2 separate regions of the Mus musculus genome follow, and region 2 is linked to region 1. A link is a contact called in public Hi-C data. All regions are on one chromosome and are shown on one strand. The core of a region is the stretch at or near the end of the contact, and the rest is flanking DNA. Distances in the headings are between cores, read along the strand shown. Region 1 overlaps Optc (opticin). Region 2 holds the start of Chit1 (chitinase 1 (chitotriosidase)).

Region 1 (6,507 bases), core at 1,101-3,600:
CGTTCCAGTTGTTTTCAGTATAATACATTTAACTGCAAGGTTATATAATTTAATTTTTCATAATGGCTGTGTTTAACAACTGAACTGCAAAATTCTGGAAAATGTAATTATCAGTCCTGTCAGCCTACCAGTCAGAAAGACCAGGCTTCAGCACACTGATGATTCTCCTCCCCCTCCCTCCTTCCCTCCCTCCTCCCCTCCCTCCTCCTCTCCCTCGTCCCCCTCCCTCCTAGCTTCTGTCCCTCCGCTGCCTCCTCTTCCATCCCTTTCTTTCATGGTTCTCCTGGAATTCTGTGTGGGAAGATGGGTGTGGAGAGTGTGGAAAAGATCTCTGCTGTGGATGCTGCTGTTCTCTGAGTCAGGAACCATAAGGTGTAGGGAAAGAGGAGGGCGAAATGCAAATTAAGTGGCTGAAGGCCCTGTCTGTCTGTCTGTCGGTCTGTCTGTGTCTGTCTGTCTGTCTGTCTCTCTCTCTCTCTGTCTCTGTGTGTGTGTGCGTGCGTGTTGTGCAATTTTGCAGCTGTGGCTCACAGGCTGCCTGGAACTTGGGCTACAGATGACTTTCTGGGTGCAGGTAAATAGTGCTCCCTCAGTGAGCCTCTTAGCACCATCTGGGAAGAGAAGAGCAGTGGCCCTAGGTGAAGTGGCCCACAGGGAGCCGTGGCAGGCAAAAATAGGCCTCTGGGAAAAGGCTCAGGTTGATGGGGTTCCCGTCCAGGCGGATGTCTTCCAGCTGCCGGCGCTCATGTCTGTGTTCCCCGGTGTCACAGAAGGTGTCGCTTTCCATGGTCTCGATCATGTTATTCTGGAAGGAGCAGCACGCATTGAAGGCTCACAGCCTCCTGTGCAGCTGGAGAAGAAGCTAAAGTAGGTGGAGCTGAGGCCACACAGGGCAAGAAGAGGATACTTGTGGAGAGTGAAGAGAGAGTAAAGAAATTAGAAAAGATAAGAGTAGAAGGAGGGAAGTGGGGAGGCCCTAACGGGATGAGATGAGACGGGAGGTAGGCATAGCAGGGCCCTAAGGCAGGTGAAATACCAATAGGTAAGGGGAGGTGATGTTTTAAAAAGGAGTGGAGAACATCACTTCCATGGCCACGTTCTGCATTCCCCTGTTATCTGCCTTTGACCGACTGCACACACTATATTTTTATCCTTGGTCTGGTTAAGGCTGCTCACCTGCAGGTGCAGAGAGCGCAGGCTGAGGGGCAAAGGCCCAGGGATGGAATCCAGCATGTTGTTGGCCAGGTAGAGAAACTGCAGCTTCTTCAGCGCCTATAGGGACATAAAGAATGGGAGACCCGTGGGTCATGTCAAGCTCTTGGCACGAAGAAGTGCCCCAGTAGGCCAGCATCAGGTGGTCCAATTGGTGGGGTAGAGTTGTCTCTGCCTGTATGTCTGTCTGTCTCTGTCTCCCTTCCTTCTCCACAGTCCTACTTTGTACTTTAGGCTGACCTGGAATTCTTTATCTATTCCAGGCTGGCCTCAGTCTTGTGGTCCTCCTCCTCCATCTTTCTGAGTCCTACATCACCAAGCCCAGCTGAGGATGCTGCCTCTTTAAGGGGCTTGCAAATCCTAACTTCATTTGGATGCTGAAGGGGGAAGGGAAGCTGCTGTCCTTGAGAGCAGGCAGCTGGGTAACATACAGGAACCTTTAGAACAGGCTGGGAGGAGCTGGGACCAGGTAAAAACAAGGACCGTGGGACATTTCAGCTCAGTCTCAACGTCTCTGTCACCGGTGAAAAGTCTCCCAAATGTCCCACTCAGAGTGGCTGTGAAGAGCATGCTCAAAACCTGAGGCACACGCATGTGAGCTTAACAGCACTGTCAGAATCAGGAAAGGCTGATCTGAGAGGAACATAGGGAAGAGAGCAGCCTGCGGGGGCTCAGAGAACATTGAGGAACAAGACACCTCTTCCCAGAGCACCCACTACCTGCATTTAGCCATCCTGTGATCTGTGCAAACGCTGGGTCTGTTCAGTCCTGCAGCGGCTGTGTCGAGTGGGCCTCATCACCCTTGTTTTGTAGACGAGGAAACAAGATCAGAGGTGACTCACTCAGTGAGCTCAGGTCCTAGGGCTGCAAAGCCCCTGCCTTTTCTTGGCCAAGAAAATAGGGCTGAGTGAAGGCAGAGAAGCACCTCCTAATATGGAAACAGTCGATGTTTCGAGGGCTAGAACAGCCAGAGACCTCCCTGTACGGACAATCCCAGTACTTCCTGCACAGCCAAGAAAGCTAATGTGTGCAGGTTTTGCATCCCACCAGGGGCCCGGAGCCTGTTCTCTGGGCCCTCTGTAGGCCCACAGCACACAGGAGACAGGGAGCGAGGATGTTTGTGAAGAAGAGCACAGGCTGAGGAGCACACAGCTCTTGGTGAGCACAGCGATGATGGCCTGTTATTTCTGTACTCAGGGAGCTGAGGTAGGGGGAGAATGAGTTTGAGGGCATCCTGGACTACATAACAAGACCCTTGTTCACACACACACACACACACACACACACACACACACACACACACACTATGGTAATTTTTTTTTTTTACTATTTATCTATTTGATACTTCTAAATATGAATTGGCTTGCAAAAATGAGCCTACATGATTGAACACTGCTTACTTTAAGGACAGGAATGCATTCTGAGAAATGTGTCATTGTGAAATTACTTACACAAACCAAGAGGGCTAGATGACTCTTGTCTTAGGGGCTACAAAGTTACAGATGACTCTGTCTTAGGGGGTCACCACCATGCATGTAGTCCAGTAGTGATAGAAATGTTGTTGTTGTATGGTTTGACTGTACTTCAAAGAGACAGAGGCTGCACACGAGCAACTGGTCTTTGAAGGCCCTTCCCAGGTGCTGCAGCCAGCAAGTTGGGACATATCAGTCTTGTCTATTCTCCCATTGTCTTCAGTGGAGGATAGCCTGGGCTCTGGCTAGCCCTGTTCCTTGGGTAGCCCTATAGGATCACATTTGTGTCAAATGATTCGAATCTAGCCAGTAACCCCTTGTAGTGGTTTGAATAAAAATAGCCTGCCTAGGCCCATGATGTTCTTAGGAGGTGTGGCCTTGTTGGAGGAAGTGTGTCACTGTGGGCTTTGAGCTTTCAGAAACTCAAGCTAGACCTAGTGGCTCACTCTCTCTTCTTGTTGCCTGCCAATTTGGATGTAGGACTCTCAGCTCCTCCTCCAGGACCATGTCTGCCTGCATGCCACCATGCATCTGACCTATAATCAAACCCCCAGTTAAATGTTCTCCTTTGTAAGAGTTGCCGTGGTCATGGTGTCCCTTCACAGCAACAGAAACCCTAACTAAGACACGCATCAAGTTGTGTCTCTTGTGAATCTGACCATGGAGAGTCACTGACTATTTAGAGGTAGACTTCAAAGCCATTAAGATGGATTGTAGGAGTTGGAATCAGAGTGAGCTCCACAGACAAACTGGAATTTTCAAGGACAGAGTGGATGAGCTGGTCTGGGGCGCTGGTACAAAGAGGAGCAAATGCGTAGATAAAGGCCAACGCTAGAGCAGCATCCTCACAGAGGGGAGGGGGAGCTGCCGGCACTGGCTTCTTGTGTTCTGCCCCCATGAACAGGATCCTGGGGCCTGATAGCACCAGGTTTCCTATTTGCAGAGGGTGTAGACACTACCAAGATGGCATGATGTAAAACACCCTTTTCTAGAGAATGTTTAATAAACCATACATGGAAAAAGGAAAAAAAATGGGAATTGATTTTTGGCTCTAGACAAGAGTGGAGCATGAACAGCTGTGAGGTCAGGGTACATGAGAAGGGTGCACTTCGTACGGCAGACTGATGTCCTGACTCACCACGAATGCCTCAGGCTGTATCCCAGAGCTCTGCAGCCGATTCAGGCGGACGTCCAGGAACTCAATGCCACTGGGCAGCACAGGCAGGGCTGCCAGCTGGTTCTCTGGAAGGATCAGATCCTGCAGGGCAGGCAGCAGGCGGAGGGCATCGTTGTGGATGGAGGAGATGGAGTTGCCAGAGAGGTCGATCCTTCTCAGTTTTGCTGGTGGATGTTGGGAGAGAACACAGGGTGAAACTGGAGCATCTATCCCTCCTGGCCCCGTGTGGGCTGTGCTGCCTCCATAACTTGGCCCATTCTTTGCAAGGGAGTTCTAACTAGCTCACCTCCTGCACCAAGTCCAGACCACAAGAAATGAGGCCAAATCAGATCTCCTTTTAGAAAAAACATGGCATTCCACAATAACTTTCTCGAGAGCTTTGGTTCTATGGTAGTTAACCTACCTTAAAAGACTCGTTTCCACCCCCTAATTCCCACCCCCTTCTCCAAGGACAATAATCAATAAGTTCAGGAATTGCTGCATTCACCCTGCTACCCCACCTACACACTCCTGCACAGCTTACTTTACATGGAGGACCCAAAAGGCTATCAACAATGTGAGGTAGAAGCTGGAGGCCAGCTCCTGCCTTCCACCTCAAACAGAGAATATGCTAGGAAGTAGCAAATCAAAGAAATAGTAAAAAGCTTGTTAAAGGCATCAGGGCCATAGAGAAGAAGCTTAGGGGAGTCTAACCCAGAGGCCAACTGTGGGAGGCCAGGAGGGAGGTCTGTCCCAGAGGCCAACAATGCTGGAACCTTTTGGAAATGTTGCCTCGAACAGACCTTCCTTTTCCTGTGCCCCAGATCTTTCATGAGAAGAACTGGCTACTTCTGCCTGCCATTTTAAAATCTTAAAGGAAAGGAACTGGAAGAATTGGGGCCTCTGTCCCTTTGACAGCCAGGAGCTCGTGTCTGTACCCTGGCAGTCCTCTCTGCCTTGCCATCACCCTGTCTCGAAGCCTAACTCACTCAGCCCTTTGAAGTCTCCAGCCTGGATGTGGCTGATGTGGTTGAAGCGAGCATATAGGTAGGTGGTCATCTGGGGAAGAGGAGGGATGTTCTCCAGGTCTGCATCATCACAGTAGACAGAAGAGCCAAGGCACACACAGACCAGGCAGGTAGGCAGGCCTGGCCGAGTAGAAGACAGAACAGAGGGAAAGCTCTGGTCAGACTCTCTTCAGGCTTCTGTGGCCAGTGATCTTTGCCTCAGTGGATGTCTAAGCCATGGGCATCTGTGGCCCTTAGATGGATGGTTTTCTCCCCCCAGAATCACCCAACACAATGCACCCAGGCAACACTCATAGTTGCTCTCAGTCCTGGCTTAAAAGAGGATTCACCTAACTATCACTCAATGCAAGGCTCCTTGGTGCTTTCATCAGACCCTGATCCTTTTAAGTTCTGAGTTTATGTGGCTCTTTCTAGGACCTCTGTCTATCTCTTTTCCAGAGGACTCTTCTCTAGTGTCAAAAGGTACAGTGTAGATGGAAAAAGCTAGAATTATATGGAGTGGTCAATCGTTGCTGTCTCTGTCTTTGGAAGAGGAGCTGGCCATGTTCTATGTGGATTCAGGAAGCATAGCAGAGCTAAGGTAGAACGGACCGTGCCTGCTTAGCATCTGTTCCCTCTTGGGATGTCATCAGTATCCTGATTTTACACTGGAGAACAGCCCTGGCCTCTTCTCTGTCCCGAGTGCTCTCTCTGCACCCAATGGTCAAGAAATTCAGACAGCTGACCAATGTTAGTGTCCCTGGCTATCACAAGAGCTCAGAGATGACTTAGAGGGAGGCTTGTATCCAAAAGGCACCAGAAGAAAGTTCACAGTCCAGAAAATGAAGCAGCAGGAGGGACAAGCCAGGGCAGGGGACCGAGGCTCTGTGCCCTTCTTCTTCCAAGGCTAAGAAAGGCAGGTGTGACTGAGACCCTTTATGGTCTCTTCAGGTCTGAGACTATAGCTATGAGAATGGACTTCCCATGGCCATCCCCACTTCAGTAGCCCAGGTCCATGCTGGCGAATATCCTAGAGGAGAACAGGACACCGAGCACCAGCAATTCCTGAATAAGCTTCATTCCTCCTGGGTCCCAGGCTTTTGATCAGAGTCAGGGGTGCTGCATCCCAGTCTCAAGGGAAGGAGGAAGGCATTGGGGGAGGGGCTGAGGGGTGCTAACAAGGGGGAATTTGAAACTGAAGCTAGTGTCTCTGCTTCATTTGCTCCCATGCCAAGTGACAGCCACAGTTACTTATTCTCCTCTCTAGGCTTTTAATCATCTCTAATCTAATTACCACTCAAACTGTTCCCCCAAGTGATGCTGTTAATTAAGGTAGGGTGGCTTCGCTAAGGTGTAGGAGTGCTTGCTTGCTTGCTTTGCGTCCCACTCAACTTGTGCATAATATTTATACAAAAGTATCAGGGACAGCCGGCCACTCCCCCTTTATGGTGGTGGTGCTTGGTTTTACCATGACAACCTCTCCTTCTTTTCCTGCTCTCAGAAGACAACCCAGACCCAGGACCCCCTGGCCTTAGCCCTCACCACACCCCACTGTAGAACTGCCTGGTGCTAGCTTAAGGTTGCTTGGCCCATGCGTGACCTATGAATACTGTGATCTTCTGATTGCACGCACTTACCATGACTGCTCTGGGAGTTTAGT
Region 2 (6,102 bases), core at 2,439-4,938, 210 kb after region 1:
GGGTCAGAGAAAACTTTGGTTCTCTACTTCCGTCGTGCGGGTCCCAAAGTCCTTTCTGCCATGTGGGCCCCAAGTATCAAACTCGTCATCAGGTTACCTTAGGCATCTTTATCTACTAAACCATCTCACTTGCACCAACTCCCTTCTTAATTCCACCCCATCCCGGCCAGCTCTGAACCATTTCCCTATTCCAATCCCATTCTGCCAGGAACAGCTGAGGTGAGCAGACATCGATCATTGCTGACTGACTACTCATGAGGTGGGTGGAGACAGGAATCCACAGAAAAAGCCCCTAACAGACCAAGGGCCTGTAGGGGGTACTTAAGTCTGGGACAAGAGGTTGTGACATCTCTCCCATGAAGAAGCTTCCATCCAAGGGCAGTGGGGTTGGGGGGCACCCCAGATGACCAGGGAGCACTGAAGTGCATATCACATACCCAGGGCATGGCTGGAGGTCACGTAGAATCTCCTCAGAGAGCGTGGGCCAGGCCTGTCTTTACCAGGGGACTCCTGGGCACCTTCCCTCTGTGCTCAGCATGCCCAGGGCCATGAGGCCGCTCGTGTCTCACACAGTCGGGACAGAGCACACGTGCTGCTTTTCATGGGACTGGCTGTTTGGTCTCTGCTCGCTGGACCTTCATCATCAGTAAGTGCTTTGACTGAGTTAGGGGCTGGCTCTCCCCACTCCTATCTAGTCCTGGCTACCTGCAGCATGGGCTCCAAGTTGGGACGTCATATTACCTCTCCAGGGACCTTTGTAGGCTGTGTGTCTGCTGGAGTGAGTGACACGCAATCCTCAAGGCTCCTGTTGTCACCTAGGAGAGGGTTTCTTTTGGTCACCTTTCCTCCTTGGTTCTCTCGTATAGTCAAGAGCCACCCTAGAATAGATCAACCTGACACCCAGGGAACCCGGGGAAGATGCAGCCCAGTGATTACAGGACAAGGATCTGAAGCCATTGCCTGGGACCCGGGTCCCACTTCAGCAGATCAGTGTTATTTTGGGCAGCCAGAGCTCCATCTCTGAACCTCTGTTTCCCGACATATTGTCAGTCAGGAAAATAGTCCTTACGGCCTAGCGTTGTATAGAAACCGAATGCATCAGCACAGTGACATGGAGGAATGTGAGTACTATGTCAAAAACCAGGGTCCATAAAGGATAAACAGGATATTTTGCCAGAGTCTTAATTTTATCAGAGAGGGGGAGGGGCTCCCTTTGGAAGTAAACCAGAAAAATGTACAACTTCAAATAAATGTTGAAGAAGATATGACCTAAGAAAGATTTCTGGGCTCTACTCTAAACTTGTGAACAAGGATTGTCTGGCCAAAGGTTGATGTCTGCCTCTGGAAATCTTTAATAGACGCATGTGAGACTCTGATGCCCACCAAGAGCCGGCTCTGAGCCGAGAGTGCACAATATACTCCACTCTCGGCTTCTGCCCCTGGCTGGCTTTCAGATGCCTGAGACCCTTCTGAGAGCATCTCAGCACAGTGGATTCACCAGGGTAGCCTGCCTCAGGATCTGTTAAGTAGACTTAGTTACAGGTCCTTATAAGGGGTGGAGGGTATCTGTTCTCTAGATTCCCAATCAGCCCTCATAAGAAGTTTCTAGAGCCGGGCGTGGTGGCACACACCTTTAATCCCAGCACTTGGGAGGCAGAGGCAGGCAGATTTCTGAGTTGGAGGCCAGCCTGGTCTACAATGTGAGTTCCAGGACAGCCAGGGCTACACAGAGAAACCCTGTCTAGAAAAAAACAAACAAACAAACAAAAACAAAAAACAAAAAAGCTTTCTCTTAGGCCCGTGGCGCCCGCAAGATGGGCAAGTGTCGTGGTCTCCGAACTGCCCGGAAGCTCCGCAGTCACCGACAGGACCAGAAGTGGCATGATAGACAGTACAAGAAAGCCCACTTGGGCACAGCCCTGAAGGCCAATCCGTTTGGGGGCGCCTCTCATGCAAAGGGAATTGTGCTGGAAAAAGTAGGGGTTGAGGTCAAACAGCCAAATTCTGCCATCAGGAAGCGCGTCAGGGTGCAGCTCATTAAAAACGGCAAGAAGATCACAGCGTTCGTGCCCAATGATGGCTGCCTGAACTTCATTGAGGAAAATGATGAAGTTCCGGTTGCTGGATTTGGTCGAAAAGGTCATGCTGTAGGTGATGTTCCTGGAGTCCGCTTTAAGGTGGTTAAAGTAGCCAATGTTTCTCTGTTGGCTCTATACAAAGGCAAGAAAGAACGGCCAAGATCATAAAATTTGACAATGGAAACATAGGAATAAATTTTCATATTCTGAAAAAAAAAAGTTTCTAGCTGATTCTGGGAGTCTGGTGGGGTTAAAAGTAAGAGTATGACGATGGGAATGGTCATGGTGGCTCAAGAGAAGTCATCGCACATCCCAGACTATCTGGGTTTGGAAGAAGAGGGGCTGGGGGTGAGTGAGGGTGGGTGGGTGGGTGGAGGTGGGTGTTGTGTATGTATGTTCCAGACTCCACTACGTACTGTACGTACTGTGCTTCTGAGGCTCCAGTTAACAGTCTTCTCATGGTAAGATACATACATCTTCCAGTATTCCCCACCACACACACACACACACACACACACACACACACACACACACACAAAACCCTGGAGGACTACATTTCCCAGACTTCCATCCACTTAGGTATGGTCATGTGACTGGGTTTGTCCAATTAGCAGCAAATGAATGTATCAGGGCAGTTTCTTCTTTTTAGTTTGTTTCTTTGAGATTCACCACCCCCCACACACACGGTTGGCCATATGACTATGAAGTCAAGGACAAGTCTAAAACTACCTAGCTGCTCTGTGTGTGTGTGTGTGTGTGTGTGTGTGTGTGTGTGTGTGTGTGTGTGTTGGGGATTTGAGTCTGAGGGTTCTTATGCCCACACTCCCCTACCATAGTATGTGGGTTTGAGTCCCTCTGTGTTCCTCTGTACCTTCATCAGCTATTGCATGAGAAACATTACAGCCATCTCTGCTTAAGGATGGAAATCATTGTGCCATTGGGTGCTTCTCCTATTGAGCAAACAATAGTGTGTGCCTACTCACGCCTAGATGATGTCAGTCAGCTGCCCTGCCTGTCAGCTACCCTGCCTGGCCTCTTGCTGTAGTCAAGAGATATGGTAACCGTGAGCTGGATGGGGTGGCATACTCAGGACGTAGCAACATATGGCTTGTAGCAAGCTTTAAAAAAAAAATAGCAGCAGTTAGGGGCTGGAGAGTTAGCTCAGTGGTTACGGGCAATGTTTGTTCTTCCAGAGGATCTGGGTTCAATTCCCAGCGCCCACATGTCAGCTCACAATTGTCTGTAACTCCAGTTCCAGAGGATCTGACATCTTCAGACAGGCAGGCAGACCAAAAAACCAATGCTCACAAAATAAAAATAAATAAATTGGAAAAAAAAAAAAAGCTGGGTGGTGGTGGTGACACAGGCTTTTCTTTAATCCCAGCACTCAGGAAGCAGAGGTAGGCAGATCTCTGTGAGTTCAGGTCTTCAGCTAGAGTTTGAGAATAACCAAGGTTACACAGAGAACCCTTGTCTCATAAAAACAAAGCCAAACTGTGGTAGTGTGGATTGGCCCAGGGAGTGGCATTACTAGAAGGTGTGACCTTGTAGGAAGAAGTGAGTCACTGTAGTGGTGGCCTTTAAGATCCCCCTAGAGGCCGGAGGATGTCAGTTTCTCCTGACTGCAGTTGGAACAAGTTGTAGAGCTCTCGGCTCCTTCTCCAGCACCAAGTCGGCCTAGACAGTGCCATGCTTCTCACCATGATGATGATGGATTAAACCGCTGAAACTGTAAGCCAACCCCAACTAAATGCTTGCTTTTATAAGAGTTGCCTTGTCTCTTCATAGCAGTGGAAACCCTAACTAAGACAGAAGTTGGTACCAGAGACTGGGGTATTGCTATGATAGGCCTGACCATGCTTTTGTTTGGAGGGTGATATGAATGGTGCAGACCTTGCTCAAGGGGTTTCAGAGGAGAGGAATTTTAGTATGTTGCTTGGAGAACATTCTTATGAAGTTATGCTGAAGAACGTGGCTGCTTTTTGCCCTTGTCTGAAGAGTCTGCTTGAAGCTAAGGCGAAGGCAAAGAAAGAGAATCAGATTAATTGCATTGACAGAAGAAGTCTCAGAAAAGCCCAGCATAGACTTTGTCCTCTGGTTCGCTCCCATGAAGAGTGTTTTGATCAAGTGTAGCAAGCTTAGAAAGGAAAAATACAAAATGGGCATCGGGAAGTGCGATGTAGGTAAATCCTGTGTTTGAGGAGATAAACAGATTAAGGGAGTGGTGATTTTCAGCAAGCTACGCTTATTGCTTGTGTGTTTGCAGTTGAACAACAGATAGTTAACCTTGTTGAGACTGCTATTGACTATGGGGACTTTTGAAGTTGGACTAAATATATTTTGCATTCTGTTAATCTGGGTATGGCCTCCATAGACTCATATGTTTGAACAAGTTTATGGGGCTAGGGGGTAGAATGTGGTGGTTTGGATATGCTTGGTGCAAGGAATGGCACTCTTAGGAGAGGTAGAGGAAGTGTGTCACTGTGGGGGGTGAACTTTGAGACTCTCCCCCAAGTGACCTGAGGATGCCTTTCTTGACTGCAGTTGGAACAAGATGTAGAACTCTCAGGCCCTTCTCCATCACTATGTCTGCCCACATGCTGCCATGCTTCCTACCATGATGATAATGGATTAAACCTCTAAAACTGTAAGCCAGCCCCAGTTAAATGTTTGCCTTTATAAGAGTTGCCTTGGTCATGGTGTCTCCTCACAGCAACGGAAACCCCAACTAAGACACAAACAAACAAACTAGTAGACCTGTGCCCTAAAATGACAATTAAAATAAATCATAACCGATGTGGCCAGAGCTTTCACTTGTCCACCTAATAGACAATGCCCAGACAGCTATCATCACAGAGTCTCAGGGGGCTGGTGGGTTTAGAATTGAGTGTCACATGCAGGAATCAAGGACTTTACTGTGCTGGTTGAGGCAGGGAACCACACCATGGAAAAGAAGCCATGGGTACACAGTAGCTCTAGAAAGAGGTCATTCTCTGGGGCTTCCCTCCTGCCCACAAGCAGCACAGCCAAGCCCTCCATCTGTGCCACTGTGGGGCTGTAAGGAACCAGGAAACAGCACTGACTCCCACTCACTCCATAACCAATACCCGGGGGGTGCAGAGAAAGAGGCTCCATTTTAACCATCAATATACTTGTTTGTTTTAAAAATCCTGGGGCTGGAGATGGCTCAACAGTTAAGAGAGTCACGCTTGCTCTCATGTCATGTAGAGTAACAGAGTTCAGCTCACAGCAGCCACAACAGTGCAGCCCATAGCTGCATGTAGCTCTAGCTCTAGGGGATCCAGTGCCCTTTTCTGATCTCCACAGGTACCCACATATATGGGCACACACCCACGCACAGACTCACAAACAAAAACAATAAAATAAATCTTTAAAAAAAAAAGCACAAAGACATGAAAAAGGATAGGGAGACTTGAGTAGGATGCCACAATAATTGGCCACTGTGCCTGCCTGTGCGGTGGGACAAAGAACACTGCATCTGGTATTGTCTGTAAGGGAACATGGAGAGAGGACAGAGAAAACTCAATATCCATGGGCAACAAATGACTAACTAGTCTCACAAGTAGCTACAAGAGCAGCTGCTGGAGACAGGATTGTAACTCATGGTGTCAGAGAGATTGAAACGGGAGAGGGTTTGCCTCCAGGGGCAGCATCCTGAGAAACCCGAAGGCCTGAATATCCACAAAGAATCTGAAGCTTAGAATATATCTAGGCTTTATTCCCCAGGAATTTTAGCAACCAGAGTGGAGAGCTGAAAGAGCTAAGAGTTCAAGACCAGCCTGGAGTACGTCCTTTACACGCTTGCTGTCCTTGTTTATAAGACACAGTTGCGACTGCTACCTGACAAGGTTGTGTGCCATGGAAGGACATACGACACTGGCAGTCTGCGGCGTGCCTATGCGTGTGGAAGGAAGCACTGTCGGTGTTCAGACCGAGATTGAGTGTGGTAGCACTTGCACACCAGACCCCCTTCTTGGCCACACTGTTCCTTTTCCTTCTTGCT

What was found. A called contact is a pair of places that touch in the nucleus more often than the background predicts.
Region 2: a Hi-C map of the C2C12 cell line shows a contact between it and region 1, with 4 times the contacts expected there. The contact joins the promoter of Chit1 here to the enhancer-like site in region 1. A contact is called at or near these places in 19 of 39 promoter capture datasets (the 3T3-L1 cell line, 3T3-L1-derived adipocytes, the HPC-7 cell line and 11 more), 1 of 15 datasets of contacts at CTCF or cohesin (embryonic stem cells), 107 of 484 Hi-C or Micro-C datasets (the 3T3-L1 cell line, 3T3-L1-derived adipocytes, B cells and 62 more), 15 of 115 datasets of contacts at active chromatin or transcription factors (bone marrow-derived macrophages, craniofacial prominence, embryonic basal ganglia and 10 more) and 5 of 9 other capture datasets (adipose tissue, embryonic stem cells, liver and 2 more).

What each region holds. Positions count from the first base shown.
Region 1 is chr1:133,897,166-133,903,672 of GRCm38.p6, forward strand. Optc (opticin) reads right to left here. Exons shown (of 7, transcript NM_054076.3): 3 at 6,485-6,507; 4 at 4,830-4,988; 5 at 3,823-4,025; 6 at 1,177-1,272; 7 at 28-805. The coding sequence ends at 635. Among named protein-coding and RNA genes, the nearest start is that of Optc, 6.8 kb to the right of the region's middle. Within about 2 kb of position 2,351, at least 22 of the 459 cell types and tissues checked have an H3K27ac peak or open chromatin away from gene starts, as enhancers often do. A contact at or near this core is called in the C2C12 cell line, CD8 T cells, Th2 cells and 3 more, where this site is marked.
Region 2 is chr1:134,107,554-134,113,655 of GRCm38.p6, forward strand. Chit1 (chitinase 1 (chitotriosidase)) reads left to right here and starts at 3,689. Exons shown (of 12, transcript NM_001284525.1): 1 at 3,689-3,809. It also overlaps the pseudogene Gm8618.